4 separate regions of the Mus musculus genome follow, and regions 1, 2 and 3 are each linked to region 4. The links are chromatin contacts, called in public promoter capture Hi-C maps. All regions are on one chromosome and are shown on one strand. Each heading gives the region's core, a stretch centred on a gene start, on an enhancer-like site or on the middle of the called end of the contact. The rest is flanking DNA. Distances are from core to core; before and after follow the strand shown.

Region 1 (3,493 bases), core at 48-2,547, 1.1 Mb after region 4:
TCTGTAATATTCACTACTCCTATTTTCTCTTCATATACATATGTATATATACATATATATATACATATATATATTTAACATGTATTAATTAATGTATATATTTATTTACTCTTTTCATTTTTATATAGAGTGAAGTTATGTTTAAAAATTATTTGTATGTTTCTCCATTTGTCTGAATGCAGTCATTCTCATTTTGAGTCTTTTAGTGTACTCAGATGCCAGTAAGGAGACTAGAATTTAAATAGAAGAATGAAAATAGAATACTAAAGTAAAATTCAACTCTCTTCTTAAAAGCTGCATCTTGAAACCCCAAACCATAACAGTTCTCAACCCGGGGACTCAACACTCTTGGGAGCTGCATATCACATATCATGAATATCAGATACTTATATTACGATTCATAACAATAGCAAAATTAAAGTTGTAAGCTAGCAACAAAATATTTCTCTGGTTTGGGGAGTCACCACAATATGAGGAATTATATTAAAGGGTTATAGCATTAGGAAGATTGATAACCATAGTAGGCAGACATCGGGTCAAGGGCTATGTAGAAAAGAAGGCATCAAATCAAGGCCTGGAAACAGTGAAAGCCAGGAAGGGACCAAGTCATCAAGAAATCCATGGTGAACGCTCCCTAGAATCACTGACAAGCCACGCCTTTTCACTAGCTCCATGTTATGTCCTGTGTACCAGTTTGTCCTGGTGTCCAGAGTACCAGTGTCATTGGATAAAGGACAACAGATGTGAGCCAAGGACCAGCCCAAGGCAGACTCCTTTACGTTGTCTCTACATCCATGTTGGTTATATGATCATGTAAACCGCACATCTCTCCCCGCATTCGGCTGTGAATTATGGAGGAAAGTGGATAGGAGTGGACCCTTAGGAGAGCCTACAGGTTTCTATCCAAGACGAATGGAGCATACTAACAGAAAATGTTTAAAAGTAGAGAATGGACTATGGTTGTTTATTTAATACCGTTTCCTTGACAACCAGTAGTATTGTAGACAGCTGCAGACAAAATAAAGGAGCCAAGTTCTCTCTGCACTCTTGATTTATAAGGTGAGTAAATTCTACAGCAACACTCTAGTCTCATAATGTATAGGAGAGTTCTGCACACATCATAAATACCATTTTGCTGGTCACCTCTCTTTTTCATTTCTTACACCACAGTGATTATTTTTTTCCGTATATATTTTTAGCTACCCAGCATCCACTACTCTGTTTTGGACAGGAGCTCTGCAGTAGATCAAAGTGGAGTTGCAGTCTGCCCAGACATTGTGGAAGCTGAATGTGGCAAGGACAGCGTGTGGGGTCCTTCCCTGCATCGCCTCTCACTGCTAACACTGGGGCTTGTAACTCAAGACTACCTAATAGGCTTCCAGATGGCTCTTCAAATTTCAAGAGAGCACCGGAAAAGAACAGGGGAAATTAGAAGCTTGCAAGGCGACGGTGACTACAGAGCTTGAATTCTGGGCACAAACGGGAACATCCTGTGCAAGGAACATCGGGACTTCTAACCTGGCTCTTTCAGCTAGCATCAGATAACTGTTTCTTCACTGTATTCTCAAATGTCCTCTTGTCTATTGCATGGAGAAAGGGCACTGTGTCCTTTCTTTTTATAAGGTCACTTATCTCATCAGATTAGACCCACTTATAATGTCTTAACCGGGCACCTTTTCCCTAAAGGCCCTGGTCACTTAGGGCTTCAATATTTGAATTTTAAGGACACACGACTATTCAGTCCACTGCAGATGCTGCCTAGTCTCATATCTATTTCTGACCAAAATTCCCAAGCATTTATATCAATTCTGTAAAGTATCTCATATCTTCTGCCAAAGATTATTTTCTGTTCAAATGAAGCAGACTTCATTTCTATTCTGGCAACCGCAGATTCGGACATTACTTTGAAGGCTGGCATCTGAATCGTGTTATCTGGGAAACTGGTTGTGTCCTTGCTGGTTTTAAAGAGGAATCTCAGAGTTCACACGTGGGATATGTTGGGAGTAACAAACAGTTGAGTAGTGGTTCCTCTGTGCAGATCTTTAATGAAGCAGCCACTGGAAAGAAGGGTTTGGAGGAATTGTGTTGTCACTGCTACAGAGTTGAGTGCGTGGCACTAGGAGGAAGTCTACTTCTCATGGTGCTGGATAGCTTGAAGAGTGAGTGACAAGCTCAGTACTCCATTTTTCCCAAAGCGTAGGTCCAGGGACTTCCTCTGTGGCTCATAAATATTTATAGAAATGTTTTCCCCAAAGAAACACAAACTGTAAACTCTGTGGGTCCCTGGATAAAAGCTGCTAAGTTATCAGTGTCACCAGGTGATTTGCAAGAAAGTTATAATACTAATCAGAACATAACAGCAAATGGAACTGAGAAGTGGAATGTATAAGCTTGGGCATCCTCCATCTACCTAGAGTACTGAGCCCTGCTTCACAGTGAATGGTTTGTGTTTTCTGTTTGATCTTTGGCACCCTGTGTCAGCTGGTCCTAACACCAGACCTTGAGCATCTTACCTGGGGACATGGTACCGTCAATACTCAGGGAAGGCATGCACAAAGAGAAAGTGGGGAAAATATTTGCTACTTTAGGAGGGTTTACCAATCCTTACATCTATTAACAACAGGACTAGGGACTCTACCCTCTATCTGCACTTAAAGAACATTGATACTGGCAAGATATCTCATCTTAGTAGTAACATTTAATATGCACCCAGACACCCCTACAGCTTATCAACAACCACTTGGCTATTCTTTTAAGTAATAAGTTCAGAGGCAGAGCCCAGGGGTCTTGGCAGCCCGTAACATACTTAAGTCAAGGTTATCTACCAGGTTTTATTTTCTTCAAAGTAACTTCAAGGTGTTTCAGGATTGGCTTCCATTTGAGAAGTGCTTGATTTCAAATATCACATCCAAAAGAATTATTTCCCTTTATTCTCTGAAAAATGCCCTTAGTGGGCAATATTTTAAAATCATAGAGTATATTTATGAGGCCAAAGAGTACGAGAAAAGATATAACTAATCTGTTGGTAGGCTAGCCTCCCATCTCAACTACTATCACTCATTGACTCAGAGAAGGAAGGAAAACGGGAAACCACAGAGGCCAAGATAACCATTAATGTCCTATGTGGATTCTGGTGTTCCATTTGACAGGATGAGAGAAATGTATATCCAAATGACTCAACTAAAAATGAAAAAAGGACATTCGGAAGCTTCTCATGGATGCCTCTCTGATTCCAGGCAGAGGCTTATTTGGGGCCTATGTGAGTTACCCTTCTGGGTACAACCTTGCTTTGGTCTAACCATCTAACCCTGCTCAATACGGCTGATCTCACAACAGACAAGACAAATACTCCATCTGAGGGGCTTCCCTGTGTCAGGGAGGTCTTCTCACTATGGTCCTTCTCCCTAGTGATGCTGGACTGAAGCTCACATGTTTATTCTGGCTCTCAGATTTTGAACTTATAAAAGGATGGATCCTAGAAGACCAGGGCTGT
Region 2 (3,851 bases), core at 224-2,723, 1.1 Mb after region 4:
TCTCTGAGTCTGTTGCTTGCCTTTGGGATCCGTTCCTCATACAAGGTTGTCTTGTTTAGGTTAACACAAGAGTAGTGCCTAGTCTTACTGCAACTTGATATGTCATGGTTGGTTGCCATCCAAGAGGCTCCTTTCTAAAGAGAAAGGGGGGAGCCGGTGGGGGAGGGGGAGGGGAAGTAGAGGGAGGTACTGGGAAGGCACTTCAGTGAGAATATAAGATAAATAAAGTTTAAAAAAAATGACAAAGAACAAAGTTGCTAATGTGCTAGGCCTTTGGCTCCAGATGCAGTGTGGTCCCTTTCTTCTATCTTTGGAATGTTGGATGTCTCTTTTGAGTCTCTTCAACTATATAATGAGTACGAACCGAGTCATATATAGTTTTTAAAACCCTGTCTTAGGTGGTAGGGTAACCAGTGACTAAAGCAGGGTCCCAGGCTCAAGAGTTCACACTTCATAAGTGTAACACCATATTTCAAAGGTTCTCAGAGAATCTCAAGCTAAAAACCAGAATTGGATTGAAAATGGAAAGCAAAACAAAGCAGAGAAACAGCCTCTGGCACCGCAGCAGCCAAGGCACACCACAGTCCAGGAATGGCGTTCCATGGTAAAGATCTTTTGGTTTTGTTCGTGTTTGTTTTTGTCTCTGTGTTTCCTTTCAAAGGAAGCTTGATGCATTTTTCCTCATTTCTTTTTAAAGCCACGCCAGGTCCCCATCAAGACACCTACACCCTGCATCTCCACTGTGGTGCGCGAAGACAATCCGCAGTGTCCCGAGCATTGGATAGAGGCGACTTCTTCAAACCCCAAGTCCTTCCTGGGTTCAACTTGAAAGCAGCCATTTGAGGAATGACACACTGGCAGTCTAGAACTGATTAGACGCCTTCTCCGTGCTCACAGGCAAGTTGAGGAAAATCACGATTCTTTCTCATGAATGGAGGAATGTTATGGATTCTTTTTTCCAGATACAAAAATAAATGTAAAAATGTAACAGTAAATAGAAATTAGGTCCTTCTACCATCCTCTAGTTACAACCAACCTGCATCTTCCTTGGTTGAGCAAACAGGGATCAAGGCAACTGCACATTTCTGAGGCCCTCACCCTTTGACACTCAGCTGCTCTGAGATGTTTTCTGTATAAGCATATGGGGCACATATGGGAAAGAAGAAAGTGGGCACGGGAAAATTTAAGAAGTTTGTTATCTAAGCAAGGATGAGATCTGAGGCTCTTAAGTTCTGACAATGGAGACCCGGGACAGGGATCTAAATTCTGCCGTGAGACAATCAGTTTGAAACTCTGTGGGACCTCCTAAATGAACAAGAACCCCAGAGCCACCCAGCAGGTGGTCAAGCTTGATATTCAAATCGTTAACATTTTGCATGTGGCGTTTTCACTAGGACAAGTTTCCCGGTGATGGACAGCTTGCATCTACTTGCAGATGTCTGTGCTTGGCCATCAAACCTGTGTGGAGAGGGTAAATTCCTGCAGTCTCCACCTGATTCTTGCTGAAGGCAATGTCCAATCAAAGTGCAGAGCTCAGCGAATAAACGAGTTGCTTTGACAGGAAATTCCAACAGCAATTTTAATTCTGATCAGGCTTCAGGAAATGGAAAGAATAAAAACACATCAATTATAGTGACAGGAAGTTTTAAATCACACGGCGAGCAGCTGCTGCCAAAAGACGCGTCTGCCAGCTTTGTTAAGGAGCCTGGTATTTTGGTGTGACCAAAGTTTTACACCAAAATGTTATAGGCTGACATCACTCCATAATTGCATGTTATCTCTCTACAAGGGTAAAGAAAATGACACAGCACTGAAAGCGTATCATTACTATATATGTAACTAAAAATCATCAACTCGACTATAAAGGTTCGGAATGCAAAAAAAAAAAAAAAAAAAAAAAAGAAAAAGAAAGCCGTCCTTTGCCCAGAAGGTAGATCAACTGTGATACAGCTGAAGCACAGCCATTCCATTCATGGTGGATGGGGACGAAAAGCTTGTCTAATCAACACCGGAGGTGATAGCTCATTCATTCCACCTCACAGCAAAGGCTAGAGCTCTCCTTCTTGCCCTCGGCCTCCTGTGAGAGAGGCGTCTTTTCCTGGTGGTGGAGATTTTCATGCATTTAATCTGGGTGTGCTGGAAAGGGGATCTAAAAGAAACCTTGCTGGCAGAGCACAAGGCAGTCGAGAGCAGGCCTGCGCTACTTGAGGAGGGAGAGGGGCTGGCTGTACACGGTATGTGGTACGGGCCTTCCCTTTGACAAGAGTTTTAAGTTGAGTCACTCTGGACGAATTATAACACAAACCCGCTTGCCCGGGATTTATAAACTGCCTTTCTATAAAGTTCAAAGGGACTCAGAACTTCGTTTGTTACTTTACCTGCTTCCTGCTCAGGAACCTGGGGACACACGTTAATGACCGTGTGCTCATAAACGGCCTGGGGCAAAGGTTATAACTCAAAGTTTCCCTTTCCTCACACAATTAAAGCCTTGCCCCTTATCCTAAATCTCCGCAGGCACTGGTGTATTACTTTGCAAATGATAAATTCCAAATTTATCAACTTTTTTTGAGTAACTTAGAGATACATTTTCTGTTGGTTTCAGAAGTTATAGACGATGGCATCATACATGTATTTATGAGGATAATTGATATTAATTCCCAGCCATCCTGTATGTGGTGACAATGTAGTTAGTAAGTCTGCCAGTGTTTACTTACTCTTATTAGACATATGTCGGATTTTAAAAATTTAAAAAGAAACCCTTTGCTTGGATTCTGTATAAATTCAGTCTGGTAACTTTGGTTAAGAGGGTTAGTATAACAGAAACAGAATGTCCGAGAACAATACGGGATTGGTGCTCAAGGCTCCTGGGAGACAGGGCTAGTGTGTCATCACTACTAGCAATGTTTGCCACACACAGCAGGATGATGAAGTAAGTACCTGATATCACTCTGGCCTTTACCGACTTTTTGTTTTGTTTTGTTTGTTTCCTTGCTTTGTTTTTGAGACAAGGTTAGCTCTGGCTTTCCTGGAACTGGCTCTGTAGACAAGGCTGGCCTCAAACTCAGAGATCCACCTCCCTCTGACTCTCAAGTGCTGAGATTAAAGGCGTGCACCACCACCACCACCACCCCGGTCACCCTTCCTAAATTGACAGTGAGCATGTTTCAATAGAAAGTATATGGGACTATCCAAGTCACACAGAACCAAGTGAAGCCATCTCTGAATGGTAGCTAGTTTCTGTATAGCCTTGGGCCACATTCTTAGTCTACCTTTGTCAGCCCTTTTCTCTGACCATAAGAAAACTCAGTCTTGATTTATAAGGTTGCTGGAAGTACCAAATGGAGCACTGAATTTGAAGGGCTCTGTGGGAAACTATGTTTTTATAGCCATTACACGATGTTAGGCAACACAATTTTGTTTTCTATCATCAATCAATCTTATCAGTTTGTCCTTTGTCTCCTGGAAAGACATCAGGGTTTCTGACTCTCTTGACTCTAGCCTATTCCCCCATTTATGCCTGTCACACATATATAGGCATGGTTTTTGAAGATCGGGGTACTTCACTGAACGAGCCTGAGCAGATGGTTGCCATCGGGGATTTTCTGTTCCCATCAGAAGCCACCCTCCTGACCTGTGTCTGTAACTGCCAGAGAAAGCAGCCATCATTCGTTAACAAGCTATGTCCAAGTTTTCTCTGCAGCAAGCCAGCTTCTGCCCTGGCTAGCCAAGCACCAGTGTCTTAAGCTGGGAAGGCTGAGGTTCAGAGAGCGCCCTCTTCTGGCTATCATCTTAAATAACTCCTCTAGGATAAAAGGGAGGCAGAAAATAGTTTCTCTAACTTCCTCAGTATG
Region 3 (3,751 bases), core at 211-2,710, 1.0 Mb after region 4:
AGGGGACTATTCTGACATTGCTGGTGTAGGAAGCTGCATACATAAATTTACAGAGTAAAAAGTAAAACCTTTAGATTTTAATTTTTTGACAAATAAGTATTCCATTCTGTGAACCCGTGACTTTCCCTTGACTGATATCTATCATAGAGCCATGGAAAGAAACCCACATTGAATATTTGATAACTTCTCTTACCTTGCTTCATACTGTTTTGTAGAGATGTATAGAAATATAACACCCTACCTGGGGTCTAGAAAATATATGTTAATAAGGAAAGTGAAGGACCAGAGAGACACATGGTCAAATACCAACATTTCCTCTACACAGGTATATGAATTTTTGCCAGCCACAGCCTTTTTCGGACTTGATGTATAGAGACCAGCTGGAGCTTCCAGAATACAGAATTTAGTGAGGGACAGCCATCACTATGTATTGGAAATTAAATGTTTATTCTCCACAGATTCCTTTGTGAATAGAGAAAATACTGCTTTCTGAATTAGGAAGTGCTCTGCTATCAAGCTAGCACTGAAGGGAGTAAATGAAGATGAGCGTTCATGTTTCCTGTCTCATTTGAGACATAGGATTGTTCTGTCCAAGGTCATGAATGGGTCTAGGGCTCTCGAGGGACACAGCAGAAAATGAGGTGCTGTGAGATTTCTCCTTTCCTCACAAATGAAAAACAAAAGTCTTTTAATCAAAAGGAAAGCAGTAAATTAAGAAGTATGTGAGTGGCTTATCTGCTCAGTCTCTACTTCAGATCCTGACTGCCAGACTGTTGCCCTCTCAGACATGTCTTCTCCAGGCAGAGGCTGCAACGCCATGTGCCACAGCTGGGCAAAGGCTACAAGGCCATGTGCCACAGTTGGGTATGGCTGGCACCCAGAGAGAGAGTACATTCGTGAGCTCCATGGAATTTAAGGAAAACATGAATTAACACAAGCGCCAATTCCTCAAAGGCAGACTTCATTCTCAAATTGCATGCCAGCGGAGCCACTAATAAATTATTAGGTATCTTCATTCTGAAATGCTTGTCCAACATTAACTAATTTGACCATATGATATTTTCAAAGGGGTAATTATCATTCTCATCTCGCAGATGGGGAAATAAATCAGAACGATCATCACATTTAAAAGGGAACATTATTTCATATTGTGACTAATATCATCTTCAGTTACTAATCTTATTAAGGGGTGAAAATGTTCTATCCACACATAGGAATGGCACAGCTGACCTAATATGGGTAAGGCATGTCCTTTGAACGTCCTATTTCAAAAATTTCCTTTTCTTAATCTGCAACCCACAAAATCATTACAAGCATCTTATGAAAACAACCAAAATAGAAAAGAATACACAAGAAGGTTGGGAAATTCTTTCTATGGAAACAGTAGGGGATGTGTAGGGATAGCAGCCAGGCCCGTCCTGCCAAGGGAAGGACTCCAGGCTTCCCAGAGCAGAGGAAATGAGCATAAGCACACGGCCATGAGAGGCAGCGAGCTTGGGTTGTTTTTCTCCGGGAGTGACAGATTAGTGCTTCTGCCTGCTGTCTAGCTCATCTGACAAATGCAAAGCAGGCTGGGGCTAACATCGAGTCACAAAGGAACCCTGATATTTCGGAGTTCTATATTGGGGCATCTAATAGACTATAGACAGAACATAATTTCAAAGCTAATCTCTATCCCAAAGATTCACAGATAATATAGAACATCTGTGTTGTGTTCAATGTTGTGAGTTACCTACACAATTTAAAGAGTGTGGTAGGGTGTACACAGGTAGCATCCAGACACTACACCATTTTTTCTGTAGGGAACTTCTGCATGCCCAGACCTAAGTGTCCAAGGGGGCGGGGTGGGGGGGAGAGCCAGTTCTGAAACCAATTTCCCAGGATACTGTGGGATATCTGTATATAGTTCTGGCCACAGAACAGGTCAAAGCTGAAAGGCTTACAAGTAGGGCACATGCACGATTCAAGTGAGGATTCGAGTTTCTCGGCTGCTGCTCCATGGATGGATATTGGTTGTGATGTGCAGGTTTTTGTTTGTTTTGAGTTTTACTTATTTCATGTATATGAGTACACTGTAGCTGTCCCTGGCACACCAGAAGAGGGCAGCAGGTCCCATTACAGATGGTTGTGAGCCACCATGTGGTTGCTGGGAATTGAACTCAGGACCTCTGGAAGAGCAGCCAGTACTCCTAACTGCGGAGCCATCTCTCTAGCCCTCATCTGATGAGTGGAGACCTTAGAACAGTTTGGATGACATCTTCACGGATTGCCCAGCCCCAGAGTCATGGGCTTTGCTACTTATCTTTCCCCTGACATGGCAGAAATGGTAGACAGAAATAATAGAAGGGATGAAAGACTCTGTATTCACGATTCACAGTGTTTCAGTCCCTTGTGACAGGAAAGCCACAGCGGAGCAGCTTGATTCCTGGCAGGAGCAGGTGGCAGGGGTTGTTCCCATCACATTGGAACAGGCAGTGGAGAGAAGAAGGAACTAGGAGCCCGGATATAGCCATCAAGGGTTCTTTGCTGGTGACACATTTCTGCCAGGGAGGCTGCACTTCCTGAAGGTTCTAAGTCCTTCCAAAGTTGCTCCGCCAGATGGAGAACAAGCTTGGCTATGAGCCTGGGTGGGGACATCTCAAATGCAGATCAGAACAAGGAGCGCCCTTGCTAGTCTCCAGAGTGCTCTCATCAGCCGTGTGTAACTAGTTGATGTGAGCTTGAAACACAAGCCGCACCTTTTCTCCTTGTTCATCTTCTTGGCCGTGTAGACCTTTTGGCACTGTGGCTCTCCAAATAGTGTCCCTACAAAGTGTTGTCCTGAAACCTACTATGTGCCCATTTTCTCAGGCCTCCTGTGAAGGATGGGTCTCAGCAGTCGGAACTGAGGGAGCTCTCCAGGTGACTCTGATGCACGCTCAGGCTCTTTGCTATTTTCCTTGCCACTTCAGCCAGACCTTAAATAGAAGCTTGGGCCTCAGATTCTCTTATGAGCCTGATCTCTGTCACGCAGGTGTGGGGAATATTGCCCCTCCTGTGCATTCATCTCTCCCATCACCTCTGGTCAGCAGCCTTGACCCCCAGAAGAAGCGTACAACACACACAGGCACTGCCTCTGTGAGGCTTCTCTGGATTTGTATCAGTTCATTTTCTCCTCCTGTAACACAAGGCCCGTGGCTGGGTAACTTTACAAAACAAAGAGCTTTATTTGGCTAATTGTTAGGGTTATTTAAAAGTTCACACCAGCCTGGCTCCAATGGAAATTTTTAGGCAAGAGTTATTACACAGAAGCAAGAGAGAATGATGGCATGGCGAGACAGGAAGCTAAAGCAGTTAGGACCTGCCAGGCTTATTCTACTGCAGCAACCTTCTTGGGTAACTATCTCAAGCATGCCAAAAGAGCTATCTTAGTGACATTGAAAAAGATTGATTTACGTCTTTGTTGATTGGTTGATTGGCTGTTTGATTTACAGTTAGTTGAGTTTGTGTGTACCATTTGCATGCAAGTGCCCTCTAGGGCCAGAAGAGAAAGTCCATCTAAGCTGCATGAAGGGCTGCTCACTGCCTCTCCCTGGGCTGCCTTGTTTGAGGCTGCGCTTTGTCCTAACTGTGCCTACCTTTTCCTGTCTCAGAGCTTCTTCTGGCTTCTGCCCATTTTGCTTCCATCATTGACAGAATGATTGTTTTTAACTAGTGGCTGCTCTCTCTAGTTTCTATCAGTCTTCTCTGTCATCTTTAACAGCAGTAGGAT
Region 4 (3,924 bases), core at 303-2,802:
GAGGCTTGGAGTCCTTGGTTGCCAAAACAAGAACAAAGTAACCTCAGACAAAACTCAGGCAGATTTTCACTTCTTCCCCTGGCAAAAGGGGAACCAGAAGAGGAACCAGAAGATTCCACCCTGAACATTCAATGACACTCCCAGGTTCCTGGCCAAAAGGAGGCCCAAAATAGGATACAACTCATTTTTGAGGGGAGTAGACACAGCATTGAGTGAGGATCAGAACACATTCCTAAGGCCTCACTCAATCATAACTAGAGGAAAAGCCCATGTTGACAAAATAAACTTCTTCTGGTGGTCTGTGGCCAGTGTATGAGTCTTGAACCCTGCTCCCTTTGTACATAAACGAAGATGCTCAGTAGGCAGGAAATAATGGGGGATGCTACAGAACCCAAACTCAAGAATTGAGAGGGGGATTGGAGTGGATGTAGGTAATGGAACCAGGAGAGGGTCGTCCATGATCGAAACCCCATCTCCCAAGCGGACTTGGTTCCTTGCCTACTTTTCGGTCTTCATACTCCATTTGGTCTGGAGGCACACTATAGGTCACACACCCAAATCAATTCACGTTTGCAGGAATCTGGCTCCTGAACTGAGACAAGAGCCATTCTAGAAGCTTCCAAGTAGTCGAGGATATTGAGCAAAAAACCAAAAGGCTGCTCAGCTCTCTGGGAAAGCCAACTAAGAGAGTTCAGGCAGTGGCAAGGTATTCAGGAATGAAAGACATTGATTTTCAGCAGTCCCTGTAAAGACTTCAGTTGCCACTGGGGACGTCTAGATTCTTGGACATCTCTGTGGAGTCCTGAGAAACAGGGGCTTCTGCAAAAGCGCTTGCTGCGTGTCCAACTGTTTTCCAGTTTACAAATTTTCAACATAAATTAGTTGCAACTTGCTTCCCATCATCCCACTAAGACAATGCTGTTCTCCATTTGTTCTCACTGCCATCTAACACTGCTCCTCCTCTGCACACAGTCCCACAGCGGTGCTCTCTCCTACAGTCTCCGTCGGAGGAGGGGGGAGAGGACTGGTAGGTGTGGAGCAAGAAAAGAGCATCAAGAACCGCATCCTCTAAACTGTACTTTTGAGATTGCTGATTGGAACACGTTGTCTTCAAACAGCACGGAGCTAGGCCCTGGGACTGCTTGGTTTGTCGAAGCTATTCACTAAAAAGAGATCGACTGAGACCCTCCCTCCCCCAACAGGGAACAACTCATATTCTCTCTCTCTCTCTCTCTCTCTCTCTCTCTCTCTCTCTCTCTCTCTCTCTCTCACACACACACACACACACACACACACACACACACTCTCTCTCTCCTTGTACGCCTCTCTCTCTCTCTCTCTCTCTCTCTCTCTCTCTCTCTCTCTCTCTCTCTCTCTCTCTCTCTCTTTAAGCAATGCTTTGTTGTGCTAAAACTAGTTGGACGAGTTAGGGTGTTGCTCTGCTCCCGAAGCCCTGGCCAATGGAACCCGATCCACCCCGCTGTGCGTAAGCGCGCAATTAAGGATTTAACCAAGGCTGTGCTGCGCCTCAGCCAGCAGTCAGCCTGCGGGAGACAGAGCCTCCACGACTCCCAGCCTCCTCCTCCTCCTCCTCCCCGCCGCCGCCGCCGCCTCCTCCTCTTCCTCCTCCTCCCTCGCTCCCACAGCCATGTCTGCTTAGACCAGAGCAGCTCCACAGCCAATTCAGGCAGCAGCGGCCGCCGCAGTAGAAGAACAGCCACCGCCCGGGAGCTATGACAGGAGTGTTTGACAGAAGAGTCCCAAGCATCCGATCCGGCGACTTCCAAGCTCCGTTCCCGACGTCCGCCGCCATGCACCACCCGTCTCAGGAATCGCCAACTTTGCCCGAGTCCTCGGCCACCGATTCTGACTACTACAGTCCCGCGGGGGCCGCCCCGCACGGCTACTGCTCTCCTACCTCTGCTTCTTATGGCAAAGCGCTCAACCCCTACCAGTACCAGTACCACGGCGTGAACGGCTCCGCAGCCGGCTACCCGGCCAAGGCTTATGCCGACTACGGCTACGCCAGCCCCTACCACCAGTACGGCGGCGCCTACAACCGCGTCCCGAGTGCCACCAGCCAGCCAGGTAGGCGCGCGGGGGCGGGAGGCAGGTACCCAGGGCATCCGTAACCCCGCGGGCGCCAAGTTGGGTGGTAGATGAGGGCCACGCTGTCCGCACCCATAGAAGGGTGCTTCGCAGAAGCGAGTGGGGGCCTGGGACTGCAAACAGGACAGCACCTCACACCGGCATGGGGGGGGGGGCAGTGGAGGACTTTTGAAGAGGTTTAATCGGGTGTTTTGCCTCTGGCGCTGCTCGAGGATCCCTCCTTAGCTGGATTCCTAGCTGGCCTAGCCAGAAAGCCAGCTTGGCTGCAAAGAGGCTAAGGGATTTGGGGGGCGGGGGGTGGGTGAAATCAAGCAGCCCTAGTGGTGTTTGCGTAATAAAAGGAAAGTTAGTTGGAATTCTGGGTGAGCGTGCTGAGTTGGTGAGATCTAGTCTGGATTAGCCAGCGAAGCGCCCCGAGGCCTCTCATGGAGGGTGCGGGCAGCACACCGGGTGACCTGGGGGCCGGAGGGCTGCAGCCTGACAGAAAAGCGAACAGGGAACTTTGCGGTTTATCCAAGGTATTTCCAAATACAAAAAGTCATTTAAAATAGCGGAGGATTGCCGAGAGTTCACTCTGTTAGAGGGACCCCCCCCCACACACACACACACACTCCATCGAGTGCTCTCTCCGTAAGTGCCTAGAATTTGTCTGCCTTCCTTCTTCCCCACAGACTCCCCTTTCCGTCCACTGTGAAACTTCCTTAGAGCGTTACAGTGGGGTAGAGAGCTTGGGCGGTAAATGAGAGGCGTGAAGTCTCAGTGGAGAAATTTTACTAGTCGATTTTGATCTCCCCTCACCGACACATTAATAAGGCTGCTAATATTAGCATCCCCTACTCCAGTAGAGCGGAGACCGCAGCCCTCCCTCCTTCTCCACCCTTCCTCTGGCAGCAGCTTCATACACCGACTCTTCCACTCCTTTCAGGACTGAAGGGGGAAAAGGGGCCATGTGGCCTAGGGGCACATTAGCAAAACACGGATTCACAGGACCCCAGCGGGGTACATTTATGACAGTGAGAATTCTTCCTTGGTTCCTCCCCTTTACTACGAAAATATCCTTACTACAGATTCCTTTGCAATACATTGTTGATGGAAGTTTGAGTCTGCTCCTCTTGCTGTCTCTGTATCCTTGCATAGGGAGAGGATTTTTTTTTTTTTTTTTTTTGGTCAAGAACATATTAAGTCTATTTGTGAAAGAAACCAGACACATCTGTGCCCTCTCAGATCTGCAGTGAGATTATGGGGACTACATAATCGGCTCTCTGTCTGCCGCAGCCCCGACCGACCGCTTGCCGCTGTAGTGAAGGAACATAGTTTGCTTGTCGGTCTTTGAACTTTGGAGCCCTTGGCTAGCGTCTTCCCTGCCCAAGCGTCTAGCCTCTGCGGGCGCCCGAACAGACGCCGACAGAGGGTCATGGCCCAGGGGCCTCCTCGCGTGACGCCCAGGGATTGGAGTGGCTATTCGCGTCCCAGAAACACACAAGGTGAATACAGGGAGGGAAAAAATAATGAGAAAAATAAGCATCTCCAAAGGGTTCCATCCCTAAAGCGAAGAACTTGATGTGTACAAAGTGCCCCACGCACACAGTGGCTAGTAGTCAGAGACTCGCCAGCTCTTCCATGTATGATCTGAGGATGGGACAGATTTCTCTGGGGTTTGAAAAGCCAAGATTGTGATATTGGGAAAGAGAAAGATGACTACATATTTCAAAACAAACAAAATCTCGCTGATTTGAGGGCCTGTGCAAACGAGCCATTGTCTGCCAGGAAGCTCTAACCTAGTCTGTTTTGGTTATTTAGAGAAAGAAGTGGCGG

The links. Promoter capture Hi-C pulls out the DNA fragments that hold promoters and counts their contacts.
Region 1: a contact with region 4 is called in a promoter capture Hi-C map of stem cell-derived epiblast-like cells, with 13 times the contacts expected there. The contact joins the enhancer-like site here to the promoter of Dlx5 in region 4. A contact is called at or near these places in 9 of 39 promoter capture datasets (cranial neural crest, embryonic stem cells, frontonasal cranial neural crest and 5 more), 5 of 484 Hi-C or Micro-C datasets (cerebellum, cortical neurons, embryonic stem cells and 1 more), 4 of 115 datasets of contacts at active chromatin or transcription factors (embryonic forebrain, embryonic hindbrain, embryonic limb bud and 1 more) and 1 of 9 other capture datasets (embryonic stem cells).
Region 2: a promoter capture Hi-C map of second pharyngeal arch cranial neural crest shows a contact between it and region 4. The contact joins the enhancer-like site here to the promoter of Dlx5 in region 4. A contact is called at or near these places in 7 of 39 promoter capture datasets (the 3T3-L1 cell line, cranial neural crest, embryonic stem cells and 4 more), 1 of 15 datasets of contacts at CTCF or cohesin (stem cell-derived epiblast-like cells), 2 of 484 Hi-C or Micro-C datasets (both in embryonic stem cells), 8 of 115 datasets of contacts at active chromatin or transcription factors (craniofacial prominence, embryonic forebrain, embryonic limb bud and 3 more) and 1 of 9 other capture datasets (embryonic stem cells).
Region 3: a promoter capture Hi-C map of hippocampal neurons shows a contact between it and region 4, with 24 times the contacts expected there. The contact joins the enhancer-like site here to the promoter of Dlx5 in region 4. A contact is called at or near these places in 24 of 39 promoter capture datasets (the 3T3-L1 cell line, 3T3-L1-derived adipocytes, the C10 cell line and 14 more), 5 of 15 datasets of contacts at CTCF or cohesin (the NIH/3T3 cell line, embryonic stem cells, hippocampal excitatory neurons and 2 more), 89 of 484 Hi-C or Micro-C datasets (the AtT-20 cell line, the C2C12 cell line, DN3 thymocytes and 41 more), 20 of 115 datasets of contacts at active chromatin or transcription factors (SST interneurons, acute myeloid leukemia, astrocytes and 12 more) and 1 of 9 other capture datasets (embryonic stem cells).

The regions. Positions count from the first base shown.
Region 1 is chr6:5,805,920-5,809,412 of GRCm38.p6, reverse strand. All of the region lies in intron 6 of Dync1i1 (dynein cytoplasmic 1 intermediate chain 1), which reads right to left. It overlaps Gm34527 (a long non-coding RNA gene), which reads left to right. Exons shown (of 4, transcript XR_377319.4): 4 at 1,200-2,985. Among named protein-coding and RNA genes, the nearest start is that of Gm34527, 12 kb to the left of the region's middle. Within about 2 kb of position 1,297, at least 9 of the 459 cell types and tissues checked have an H3K27ac peak or open chromatin away from gene starts, as enhancers often do. A contact at or near this core is called in embryonic limb bud, where this site is marked.
Region 2 is chr6:5,827,168-5,831,018 of GRCm38.p6, reverse strand. All of the region lies in intron 6 of Dync1i1 (dynein cytoplasmic 1 intermediate chain 1), which reads right to left. Among named protein-coding and RNA genes, the nearest start is that of Gm34527, 9.3 kb to the right of the region's middle. Within about 2 kb of position 1,473, at least 15 of the 459 cell types and tissues checked have an H3K27ac peak or open chromatin away from gene starts, as enhancers often do. A contact at or near this core is called in embryonic limb bud and second pharyngeal arch cranial neural crest, where this site is marked.
Region 3 is chr6:5,853,445-5,857,195 of GRCm38.p6, reverse strand. All of the region lies in intron 6 of Dync1i1 (dynein cytoplasmic 1 intermediate chain 1), which reads right to left. Among named protein-coding and RNA genes, the nearest start is that of Gm34527, 35 kb to the right of the region's middle. Within about 2 kb of position 1,460, at least 4 of the 459 cell types and tissues checked have an H3K27ac peak or open chromatin away from gene starts, as enhancers often do. A contact at or near this core is called in cerebellar granule neurons and hippocampal neurons, where this site is marked.
Region 4 is chr6:6,879,696-6,883,619 of GRCm38.p6, reverse strand. It overlaps Dlx5 (distal-less homeobox 5), which reads left to right and starts at 1,552. Exons shown (of 3, transcript NM_010056.3): 1 at 1,552-2,088; 2 at 3,910-3,924. The coding sequence starts at 1,734.